Regions from separate parts of the Macaca mulatta genome. Here regions 1 and 2 are each linked to region 3. The links are chromatin contacts, called in public Hi-C maps. All regions are on one chromosome and are shown on one strand. Each heading gives the region's core, a stretch centred on a gene start, on an enhancer-like site or on the middle of the called end of the contact. The rest is flanking DNA. Distances are from core to core; before and after follow the strand shown. Region 1 holds the start of NEO1 (neogenin 1). Region 2 overlaps NEO1 (neogenin 1). Region 3 holds the start of ADPGK (ADP dependent glucokinase).

Region 1 (3,386 bases), core at 593-3,092, 270 kb before region 3:
GCTTATCACAATTCCTTAATTATATAATTAGTAGCTGGATGGCTATCTTTCCTACCCACATACCAGACTGTAAACTCCATGAAGGCAGAGAGCACATGCCTTGCACCTCATCTGTGCAAAATAAAACCTGTCAATTGAGTTAATGTTGAAACAGATGTTAAGACCACTTCCTGAGACTGCTTACATTATTTTTATTATCCTAAGTAATAAGATTACTAGCATTTTAGTTACTTACAAAATTATCGACAAAGCTTCAAACAAAAACTCCATCTATTAACTTGAAATTTGATGAACTACATATGAACTTCCATATAAAATAGATCATGAGTAACAGGAACTTGTTTTCTAAACATTTCGGCACCAAAATGTGTTCTAAACCACATATGGACTGAATGTATAAATGTACATCATGACATAAGCGACGTTTAATTTGACATTAAAACACTATTGTTTACGTAGCTGTTTAGAAAATACCCACTGGTACTTTAGGTTTAAAGCTGTTCTTTACCATTGGCAAAAGCCATGAGCTACATACACAGCAAGGAAATGAAAAGTTTATCAGTTAAGTTACCTTGCAGTGTGATTTTAAATATTATTTCATATAAATCAGGGAAAAACAAGTACTGGTTCAGCGGTAAGATTGCTTTCAAATGTAAAAATATATCTCACACGAGTGAAAGTTTTGTCAAGTTTTACGGTACCCCACCTTGGTCAAACAATTTTAACAGATTACACGCTAATTTGACTTTCAACTGCTGAGTGTATCCTGCTCAACAATACCGTGAGGTCCTTCCTGGAAGGCTTGGCATTTTTGTTCGTTGGTCCCCTTAAGTAAATAGGAATGCAGGTGGTTTCAGTAATCTATAATATTCCAAAACAGAACTGAAAATGGCTTTTGAGGTTCAATATGTTTATACAATGCCATCTCAAAACATCGTACAAGTACTTAAAATCCGATGCTCAGACAATTCCCTTGGTTAAGAGTGGTTAACAGGCTGTAAATATAGTTGTAATCCCCAGGAAAGAGGAGGCATTCCATAACGGAAACACTAACAGATACGATCACTCCGTGCCGCTCTCCAAGGCGTCCTCATCGTTAAATCAACACCAGGGGTTGTGAGCGGGCAATTGTGCCCCTCTGACACCCCCGCTCTTCCGCAGACTTCGGGCTCCAATCCCCGCGCGAGGAGTCCCTCGAGACCAGCCAGCGCTTCCCCGAGACTTCGGAAGCTGGGAAATCCCTGGCCAGGGAACCAGGAGTTCAAGCCCCCTCCCCTTTCCTTTCCTGAAAATTAATGAATTGGCCATCCGATTGTTTATTTAATGAGGTGTGTAGTGGCCTCTACTGGTGCTAGTGTGAGCACAAGAATGTCCCACTCTTACAAGTGGGATGAACCTGGGGGAGGGGAGAGAGGCGAGGGGTGAACCTGCCTCCAGGTACAAAGCTCGGAACTAGACCTCGGCGCCCCCGACCTGCCCCCCGGCAGCCGCCCCTCCACCGGCGGCGCCCCCTTTCGCCCTTCCCCTCCCCACCACGCACGATCCCCTTTCTCCAGGGCAACCAGAGCCGAGGCAGAGAAGTTCCTGCACGTTTCCTCCTAGATCCTAAACAAAAACACCGCAGCCGCCGCCGCCTGAGCCGGTGCCGCGCCCCCGCGCACCCCCGGGCCCGCGCCCGCCGCTTACCTGGGGACTGCGGCGCGGAGCCGCTCCTGGCGGCCGCGGCGCCCGGCGTCCGGCGCCCGAGCAGCAGCAGGCAGTAGAGCCAGAAGGAGGAGGTGCTGAGGAGTCGCCGGGCTCCCCGCTCCGCCGCCATCTCTTCCCCGAGAGTGAGCGGCGGCGGCGGCGGCGACAGCGCCGCGGAGCCCTTGCCTTCTTCCCTCCCGCGCGTCTCAGCCGGTCCCTCGCTGCAGGCTCGGCTCCCGCGGCCGCCGCTGCTCCAGCCCGGCCCGGCCCGGCCCGGCCCGCGCGGCCCCTCTCGCGGGAGGGGAGACTCAGGGGCGCCTCCCTCCTGCAGCGGGGCGGGGAGGGGAGGAGAGCGGAGAGGGGGAGTCAGTACATTCCGGGGCGGGGGGGTGGGTCGGTCTCCAGGTTCCAGGCGCCGCCACCCGCCGCCGACTCCGGCTCCACACACCAGCGCGAGGGGGGCGGAGACCGAAGACGGCGGGGGCGGGGGGCGGGAGTCCCGGGCGCGCGCACGCGCACGCGCGCGCCTCCCTCGCCCGCACCCCCTGGGCTCCGCGCGCGGCCCGCCCCCGCTCCAATCCCGGCTGCCGCCTCGCGGGCCGAGACGGGCCCGCTCCCCTCCCCCTTCTCCCCGGAGCCGCTCACTAGTGCGGGGCGCGCGCACCGGGCGCTGCTGCTGGCGTCAGGGAAACCCCGGAGAAGCGGATCCTCCTCCTCCTCCCGCCAGCTAGCCGCAGCCCCTCGGCTCCCGGGGACAGATTTCCCCCCTCACCTCCCCAGACGCCTCTGGCTGCAGAGACCTGAGGGCGAGAGGCGCTCCGAGCTCAGGCTGGTCCGGGAGGCCAGCGTGGGCGCGCACCTCTGCACAGTCCGGGCCTGGAGCGTCTATATAGGGCCTCAGAGGAAACCGAATGGCCTCCGGGAGGAAACCTGGGTGCGCAGTGGGTCGGCGCGGGGATTTATGTGCTCGCCAAAAACAATAGCGATCCCGCCCGGCTCTTGCTGGGCCCTGGCGCGGCTCCCGTGGGAGGGGGCCGGCCGCGCAGCCGCTGACCTCCGGCTTCCAGGCCGGGCCGCCCTCGCCGCGCGCTTCCCCCGGGCAGCGCCGGGACCCGCCCGAACCGCGCCCCCACCCGCGTCGCTCGGCCCGGGTCCAGGGAACTAGGCACAGACAAAGGTGCCCGCTGTCCACCTTCTCAGCTCGTGCGAGGGCCCCGACCGAGCCCTGGGACTCCCGGGGGCCAGTCCTCTCGCAGTAACTGCTACGTTTTACCTGTACCTTTGCGGGACACTTCGCGTTTTCCTACCTGGGAATCACGTCTTTCGCTGATAAACCAAGGAGCAAGTGGGATATGATTTTAAACCACTTAGTAATCGTGAGGCATCACCCAGGCTACCCAAAGTTAGGAGAAAGCAGTTTGTAGTTCCACTGCTGATGAGATTATTGATCATTTTGTATACTGCACCCATGGAAATTTTTTAAAGAAAATTTCTTTGTATGATTACGCAATCAGAGTCATGTTTGGTGGTTAATAGGAGTTGGGTTTTATTCATTCTTCTGTACAGTCGATAACCGAAATGTCTTGCTTCCCACAAGAAAATGGCTATTTCACTAACATATCCCTCTGTGCTTTCTCATAGTTACTTTCTAAAGATATTTTATTCTAAAGCGCCAAAATGAACAATATAAGACATGGATT
Region 2 (3,587 bases), core at 193-2,692, 470 kb before region 3:
AAGAACTCCCAGTCTAGCAGGAAAGTCAGATACATAAACAGTTACAAAAAATGTCTTAAGTGCTAACAGATTTAGGTAATGGCTATAACAAAAACAGAAAGACGAGAGAGCACACAATTCTGCTTTGGGAGGGGTTTGGGAGGGAAAAGAAGGATTAGTGAAGAATTCTTGGAGTCAAGCAAAATGAACACTTTCCTCAGATACCAAGGGGAAAATCATTCCAGTCAATGGGGTCAATAGGGAGAATATACAAAAAGACAGTGTTAAGTGGTTCAGCTTGGTTGAAACAGAGTGGATATGGGAGACAGAATGTTGAAAACAATGACCGATCAGATAGTGAAGAATCCTCTAATGTCCTGCTATTGAAGCTTATATTTTCTCTAGTAGGTATTAGGTAACTACTGAAAAATTATGAGCAGAAGCATGACACGATCAGATCTGTGTTTAGAAAGGACATGTGAACACATGTATGGAAGAAAACAGTAAAGGAACAAGAGTAGATAAAAGAATAATAATTGTAAAACAGCTACCATTTATTGACTGGTTACAGTCAGTCAAGCACTAAATACTTGACATGTATTTTCTCATATAATCTTTGCACTAAACCAAATGAGATGAATATTATCATCCTCATTTACAGGTGAGGTTATGAAGTTAACAATCTTTCCCAAGTGATGGGAAAGTTAGCTTGTGGTGGACCCAGGAGTCGAGTACTTGCTGATTCTAAAACATGGGCTCAAGAGGACCCTTCAGGAGATGATTACAATATCCATGACAGGATGCATGTGACTGGAGGAGTGGATCACTGGCTGACTGCTTAAGTGTCTAGCTGGCTCTGTCTCCTACAATGGCTCACATACCTACCCTTTTACTATATTCTTTTTGTCTGATTGACAGGTTCCAGTTCCAATTTATACACAAATCCTGTGTAGCTGTCTATGCCTACACTTTGGTAGACATCTATATTTGAAAACAATTTCTCTGGCACTAGTGTTTCTGTAATTCATTGGATTTAAAAACTGGGAAGGGAAAAAAAAACTAACAAAATGTAAAACAAACTGGCTTTCCTGAATAACAGCACCATAGCTTAAGATTAATTTTGCTACCAAAGTAGAGAAATCTGAATATGGTTACTCTAACAGTTGTTTGCTTTAGTTATGAATCATGTTACTCACTTAAGTTAAGGGTGCATTTTGTGCAGCCTGACAGGTGGGGTTTGTCACACTTCTGCTGCTATGGGAAACTTTCCTCTAACTTATTAAAGGAGAAGAAAAACAAAACAGTCCCTAAATTCTCTTGAAATCATTTTCAATATATTCATTGGCCAAGTGTAGGCAAATATGATCCTAAAAAAGGTGCTAATGAATTCTTTCATTTCAGCTGTATAGTGGCATAATAAATGGAAAAAATGTTAAGTTGGTTTGTGAAACTAAATATGTAAGATATTTTCCAAGGGCTGGTTCCAACATTTATGCCTCCCCCACACAAGCTGAACACCTCCAGATGAAATGCAAATCTCTCTTCAGAAACTGCTTCTCTTTTGCCAAAACATGTTAGTCTCTTCTCCATCCCTAAAATACCCTCACCAGAACCTGTTGCCCCTTCTACCTATATTCTTGTAACTATTTTCTTTTAGCCAAACTCCTTGAATAAATGGTTGTGCTTTCTACTTTCCTTAAGGTGATAACACATCACACTGTTGTCTATGGTACCAGACCATAAACTCCTTGTGGACAGAAGTCAAGTCTTACTCATCTTTACATCTTGACTGCCTAACAATTATATTCTGACTGCCTAACACAGTGGCTGACACATGGTGGGCACTCAATAAATCTACTCTTCTTCACCCCTTTTCTTTCATCTCTAAATTTGACAATGACCCTCCCAGTGGCTCTCAACAATTTGACATATGAACTGAAATGATAATGAAAACTACAGATTCTTTCCAAGGGAAATGTGAGTATGTACAGACACAAAGATTTATTTTCATGTAGTTTCAGAAGGTTTATAGCCTCAGGATAGGACCCTTGCATTTCCTTCATTTTCATCATGACTTACCTTGCATGTGCACTGTTAGATTCTATTTCTGGGATTTGGGTCATGCAAATTCCTTCCCACAATATGCTTGCTCTAAGTCAAATGCCTCAAGGCCAGCCTCAGGTCTCATCTTTCCCTAGGATCCTGCCTTAACTTTTCTATCTTTTACAGTCCGTTTTCTCTATTCTGTATCCTAGTATCTCTCATGAATGATGCTTCTATATGAAAGCTGATGAAAGGTAACTGAGCTTGAAACCTAATAGAGTATTCCTGCTCTTGTCTGAACATAGATAACTGTAAAATTCAACATCCTGCCTGTAATGAGAACACACTCTTCCCTTAAATCAACCCCCTGACTCTGTGATGGCCCTCTTGTTCTTGCCTGGGTTTGATTCCTATCTTCAATCTCTGTCACTGAGATGATGAAAGGTCTCCTATCTTGCCTGCTCCTTCTTTAAGGGAAGAAGACCTAGCTTGTTCATCCCTGCATCTCCAGTATCTTGCACATTACCTGGTGTAGGGGATACTCAATAAATATTTGACAGGTGAGTGATTTGCCATGGCATTAGAAAGTGAAGTTCTACAGCTTCTTGACTTATTCTACCCGTCAGGTAAAGTTCTTAAATTATTTCTATAGTTCCACTGGTAAAGTCATTTAATCTGTTTAGTTGCCTGGTCAGTAGCCTCTACAAATATATCTAAAATACTCTCTACTTAAAGTAAAATATTTTATTATTACTGGAGGTTTTTAATACAGAAAAACTAATGCTGTTAATAATAAAAGTAGACTGAAGAATATACTGAGGAAAAACAACTTGTGCTAAAAGAAGGCAAAAGTCCAGAAAAAAACCTCAAGTAGGAAAAGCATTCATTAAGATTCGGCTGCTTGTAATTTTGGGCCTATAGTTTACAACCCACACGTAAGATATACAACACATTTATACTATAAATAAACCCGATTGACACTCAAGTCACAGAAAATCTTAGAAATGTAATTAGAAGTAACCCTATGTAGCACAAAAGACCACAGGCCCAAAATAAAGCCTCAAGGAGATTCTAAAGAGCATGGTATGCCTATAGATAGACAATCCAGTTAAGAACAATCATTAAATACCTACTTCACGTGCAAGGCATGACATTAGACACTGTGGGAAATGTAAAGATGACAAAGGCTCCGTCTTTGCTACAAAGTCAGCAAGGTAAGTTCATAATCATAACTGAAGAAAGAATGTAATAAATACCTTAGAACTGTGGAGATAACAGTATTAGAGGAAAGATTCTAGAAGGCATCTGAGCTAAGTCTTAAAGGATCAGTAAAATATGAACATGTAGAAAAGCATCAATAGAAGTATATTGTCTCATACTATTTGCTTTTTTTTTTTTTTTTTTTTTTTTTAAAGATGGAGTCTCACTCTCTCACCCAGGCTGGAGTGCAGTTTTGCGATCTCGGCTCACTGCAACCTCCGCCTCCTGGGCTCAGGTGATTCTCCTGCCTCAGCTATTTCCCCGAGTAGCTGGGATTACAGGAACTCACTACCATGCCCGGTTAA
Region 3 (3,551 bases), core at 993-3,492:
ATTTCAAGGTCCTAGGAGAGAGAACCAATAGCAAAGGCCATGTCTGGAAGCCATTTGGGTGGGGGCAGGGGGTGTCTTGAGGTCTGCCCAGCCCAGCCCTTTCCTCTTTGTTCAGCCTAGGCAATGAAGCCACAGCTGCCACTCAGAGCTGTTTTAATTGTCCCCAGAAACCTAACTTCTAGAAAAACAATTGGCTTGCAAAGGATTCCAGACTCTCTGAACAGACAGATGATCAGAATCTTTTCTGATTTTCATTAAGGAAATATTTCAAGAGGGACTGTGGCACCAAGACAGTCAATGCCTGCCCCTGAGCCCCTGATGAGAAGGAATTAAGGGCCCTGTGACTATGTATGTGACCAGAAGCCACATCAGGCTCCACCAGGCCTGGCAACTGTCCCTGATGGTCTGTTCTTCACCTCCTGTGGCTCCTGACTCTTCAGTTCTCAGTTGGAATTGAGGTCAGCCCTCTCGTTTCCTTGTCTGGCCCCTTCACCACCCACAATGCAAACCCATACTGAGGGACCAACCAGCAAGAGGCCCAGAGCAGCCCCCATAGCAACCAGAGGGGGCCAAGCTTGCTGCCACAGCCCACAACATGCCAACACCCCATTTAGACTTTTACATGAGAAATAAACATCCACTTGGTTCAACTGCTATTGTTTCGTCTCTGTGACTAAATCAAAAGTCCTCCTAGAGGACTAGAACTAGATCTACTGTCTGTTCTATGGCCTTCCCACAGTTCAGCTTCCTGTGCTCCCCAAAGCTTCACCTTGGAAACATATTTAACTGGTTCTGACCTTCAGCCTTGTGTGACTGTGGCTCCACAGCCAATATCAAATAACTGCAGACACCAGACACTTGGTTAAAATTCTCAATAGAGGAAAATGGTCGCTGGACAGTCAGCAGACTTGCTGTTTTCAGGTCAGCTGCTGGCTCAGTCCCCTCTGGGTGCCAGGGAAACCTGACAGCTGAGGGTTGTGATAAGGAGCAGTTTCTCTAGGAACTGACTGACATGTCTCCCTGAGGAGAGAGAAGTGACAGGCAACTCTAGGGAAGATGGCTTTCATGGCTTCATAAATATCTCACTGGCTCTTTGGCTTCTTCTCCAAGGTAGCCCAGATCTCCTCCTGTGTGAATATCTTTGTGGAAAGGGATGCATTGGTCAGGTAGGCCAGGTAGGATCAACTGAGGGAAGGTAGATGACCAGGATGGAGAAAAGCTGATGAGGCGGGGCTGAGGAGAATGAAGACTAATGCCCACCATCAAAGTTAGGGAAATAAAGTGTCGCTGCCAAGTCCAAACGTCAGGGTCACACTGGAAAACTGGACACAAAGCCAACGTCAGGAGCCAACAGAGCTGGAAAAGTGGAAACAGGCCAGGGAACAAGACTAGGCCGGGCATGATGGCTGCTGAGAATGAGCTGGTACCAAGCCTAGCTTCATTGTCTCTCAACTTAGCCTCATGCACAGAAAAGTCGTATCAACGAAGAGAGAGCTGGGTTTAATGATGTCACCAAGGGGGGAACAAAAGAAAACAACGTTCCTTAACCCAGGTCCGTAACTCTCGTGTTGTGCACAAGATTGTGTACATTTTCCAAAGTTTGTCAAAGGGAACAGCGCCCCCAAAAGGGTTATTTTAAGGTTTGATTGTGGACTCTGGTTATCCAGAAGAGGACGATCTCTGCCGATCTCTGCGGGCTCTCCTGTCTCGACGAAGTCCTTTAGTGCCTGAGGGTCTGGGCCACCTTCCAAAGGGGCGGAATCCCCCTGCCTCGCGTACCCCAGGGGTCTCTGTAGCGCTGCTGTTCTGTGAGCCTACTCCTCTCAGAAGCGCCGAGCACCAGGCCTGGAAGAGGACGAGTGTAGTAAATGAAGGGACACGGGGCGGACGGAGGGATTAAAAGATGGGGGTGTGATCTGTGCCAATGGGGACACTGACTGGTTCGAATATTAACGCGAGGTTTGTCCGCTTCTTCACAATCTGTCCGTTTCGTTTTACTGGGAAAGCAAATGTGTTCCCATCCCTCTATCTGGGGATACGGTTAGAGTTCCGGGAATGGGGTGCAGCGCCCGGACTGGCACAACCGCCGTTGTCCCACCTCCTCCGGAGCCGCAACACCGCAGTGCCGGGACTCGGACTGAGGCGAGGGCTCCCCACCCGCTACGTCGTGGCACCGCCCGTCGCCCCGCCCCTTGGGGAGCCCGTGGCGCGCCCTTTTGACGTAGTGCTTGTGTCAACATCAGCGCGCGCCGAGCCCGGAAGAGGCGCGGACTAGGAAAGGATTCGGTTCGCGCAGCTGCGGCGCCTCGGTCCCCATGGCGCTGTGGCGCGGCTCCGCGTACGCGGGCTTCCTGGCGCTGGCCGTGGGCTGCGTCTTCCTGCTGGAGCCAGAGCTGCCAGGCTCGGCGCTGCGCTCTCTATGGAGCTCGCTGTGTCTGGGGCCCGCGCCTGCGCCCCCAGGACCTGTCTCCCCTGAGGGCCGGTTGGCGGCAGCCTGGGACGCGCTTATCGTGCGGCCAGTCCGGCGCTGGCGCCGCGTGGCAGTGGGGTGAGTGCCAGCGGGGCCTGGGTCTCTGAACCTCCGAGGTCCGCCTTGGAGGTCGGGCGGAGCCGGCCAGAAACAGGGCTTCCCAGAGGTCCCCGGGAGGCGCTGCTGTCCGCGCTGGCCCCTTGGCGAGAAGCGTCGGACGTCTGAGTGGAACCCGGTTCGTCACCGCTGCTCTTTCCACTCGGCTGGCCTCTGCACCTTTCTCTGATCCCGGTAGGACCAGCCCTAACAGCTTCTTGCTAATCCCTCTTTGTCTGACACCTTTCTCCGAGCCTTGTTCCTCGTTCCAACTTTTAGCCCCTTCTCTTCTGGCGACTGTTGTTTTGCAGTCAAAGATACTTGACCTTACCCACTTTGACAACACTCGTCTTCCTCTTTCTTCTGAACTTCTTGAAGACGAGTGATTTCTGCCTTTACCCACTTGCTTTCGTAACGCCGTGTAGTCTAGAAACCACACGACTGTACTGCAGCTCCTCTCTTATTTGCCTTTTTGAGTCTTCATTATCTGCTCTCTGCAGCCTTTCATGCATTGAACACGTCCTTCTTCGTGAAACTCTTTTCTTCCCCTGACTTCAGTGACATTGCATATTTAAGGTTCTTCCAAATCACAGTGCCTCCTTTCTTTGTACTTTTCCTTGGGAATGTAATTATTCCCTTTATAGTGTTGATATTGTAAACACTAACTTTAGTCTCTGTCTCAGTTCAATTTGACTTTCTTGCCATGACCTCAGAGTTATGTATAACCACCACATAAAAGCAGGCCCTCTACCATGTAGACTACTACTTTCTGTGGAGTGTTGGGACTGGGAGGGGTAAAGTAGAGCAAACTTGTCCTGAAGATTAAATGACATAATTCATGTAATCTCTCTAGCATGGTGCTTGCTTTAAAAAGCATTCGATATTAGCTATAATTTTTTTTGTTTTTTTTTTTTTGGACACAGGGTCTCTCTCTCTCTGTCGCCTAGGCTGGAGTGCAGTGGGGCAATCACTGCTCACTGCAGCC

Evidence for each region. Hi-C and Micro-C count contacts between places; a contact is called where the count stands out from the background.
Region 1: a contact with region 3 is called in a Hi-C map of fetal cortical plate, with 2.2 times the contacts expected there. The contact joins the promoter of NEO1 here to the promoter of ADPGK in region 3. A contact is called at or near these places in 2 of 14 Hi-C or Micro-C datasets (fetal cortex germinal zone and fetal cortical plate).
Region 2: a contact with region 3 is called in a Hi-C map of fetal cortical plate, with 2.1 times the contacts expected there. The contact joins the enhancer-like site here to the promoter of ADPGK in region 3. A contact is called at or near these places in 2 of 14 Hi-C or Micro-C datasets (fetal cortex germinal zone and fetal cortical plate).

The regions. Positions count from the first base shown.
Region 1 is chr7:50,784,229-50,787,614 of T2T-MMU8v2.0, reverse strand. NEO1 (neogenin 1) reads right to left here and starts at 1,842. Exons shown (of 28, transcript NM_001261500.1): 1 at 1,687-1,842. The coding sequence starts at 1,816.
Region 2 is chr7:50,984,661-50,988,247 of T2T-MMU8v2.0, reverse strand. The region is part of intron 9 of NEO1 (neogenin 1); the gene reads right to left. Among named protein-coding and RNA genes, the nearest start is that of HCN4, 120 kb to the left of the region's middle. Within about 2 kb of position 1,442, at least 2 of the 40 cell types and tissues checked have an H3K27ac peak or open chromatin away from gene starts, as enhancers often do. A contact at or near this core is called in fetal cortical plate, where this site is marked.
Region 3 is chr7:50,513,016-50,516,566 of T2T-MMU8v2.0, reverse strand. It overlaps ADPGK (ADP dependent glucokinase), which reads left to right and starts at 2,242. Exons shown (of 7, transcript XM_077939782.1): 1 at 2,242-2,548; 2 at 3,490-3,551. It overlaps LOC144329964 (a long non-coding RNA gene), which reads right to left. Exons shown (of 2, transcript XR_013395733.1): 2 at 2,297-3,415.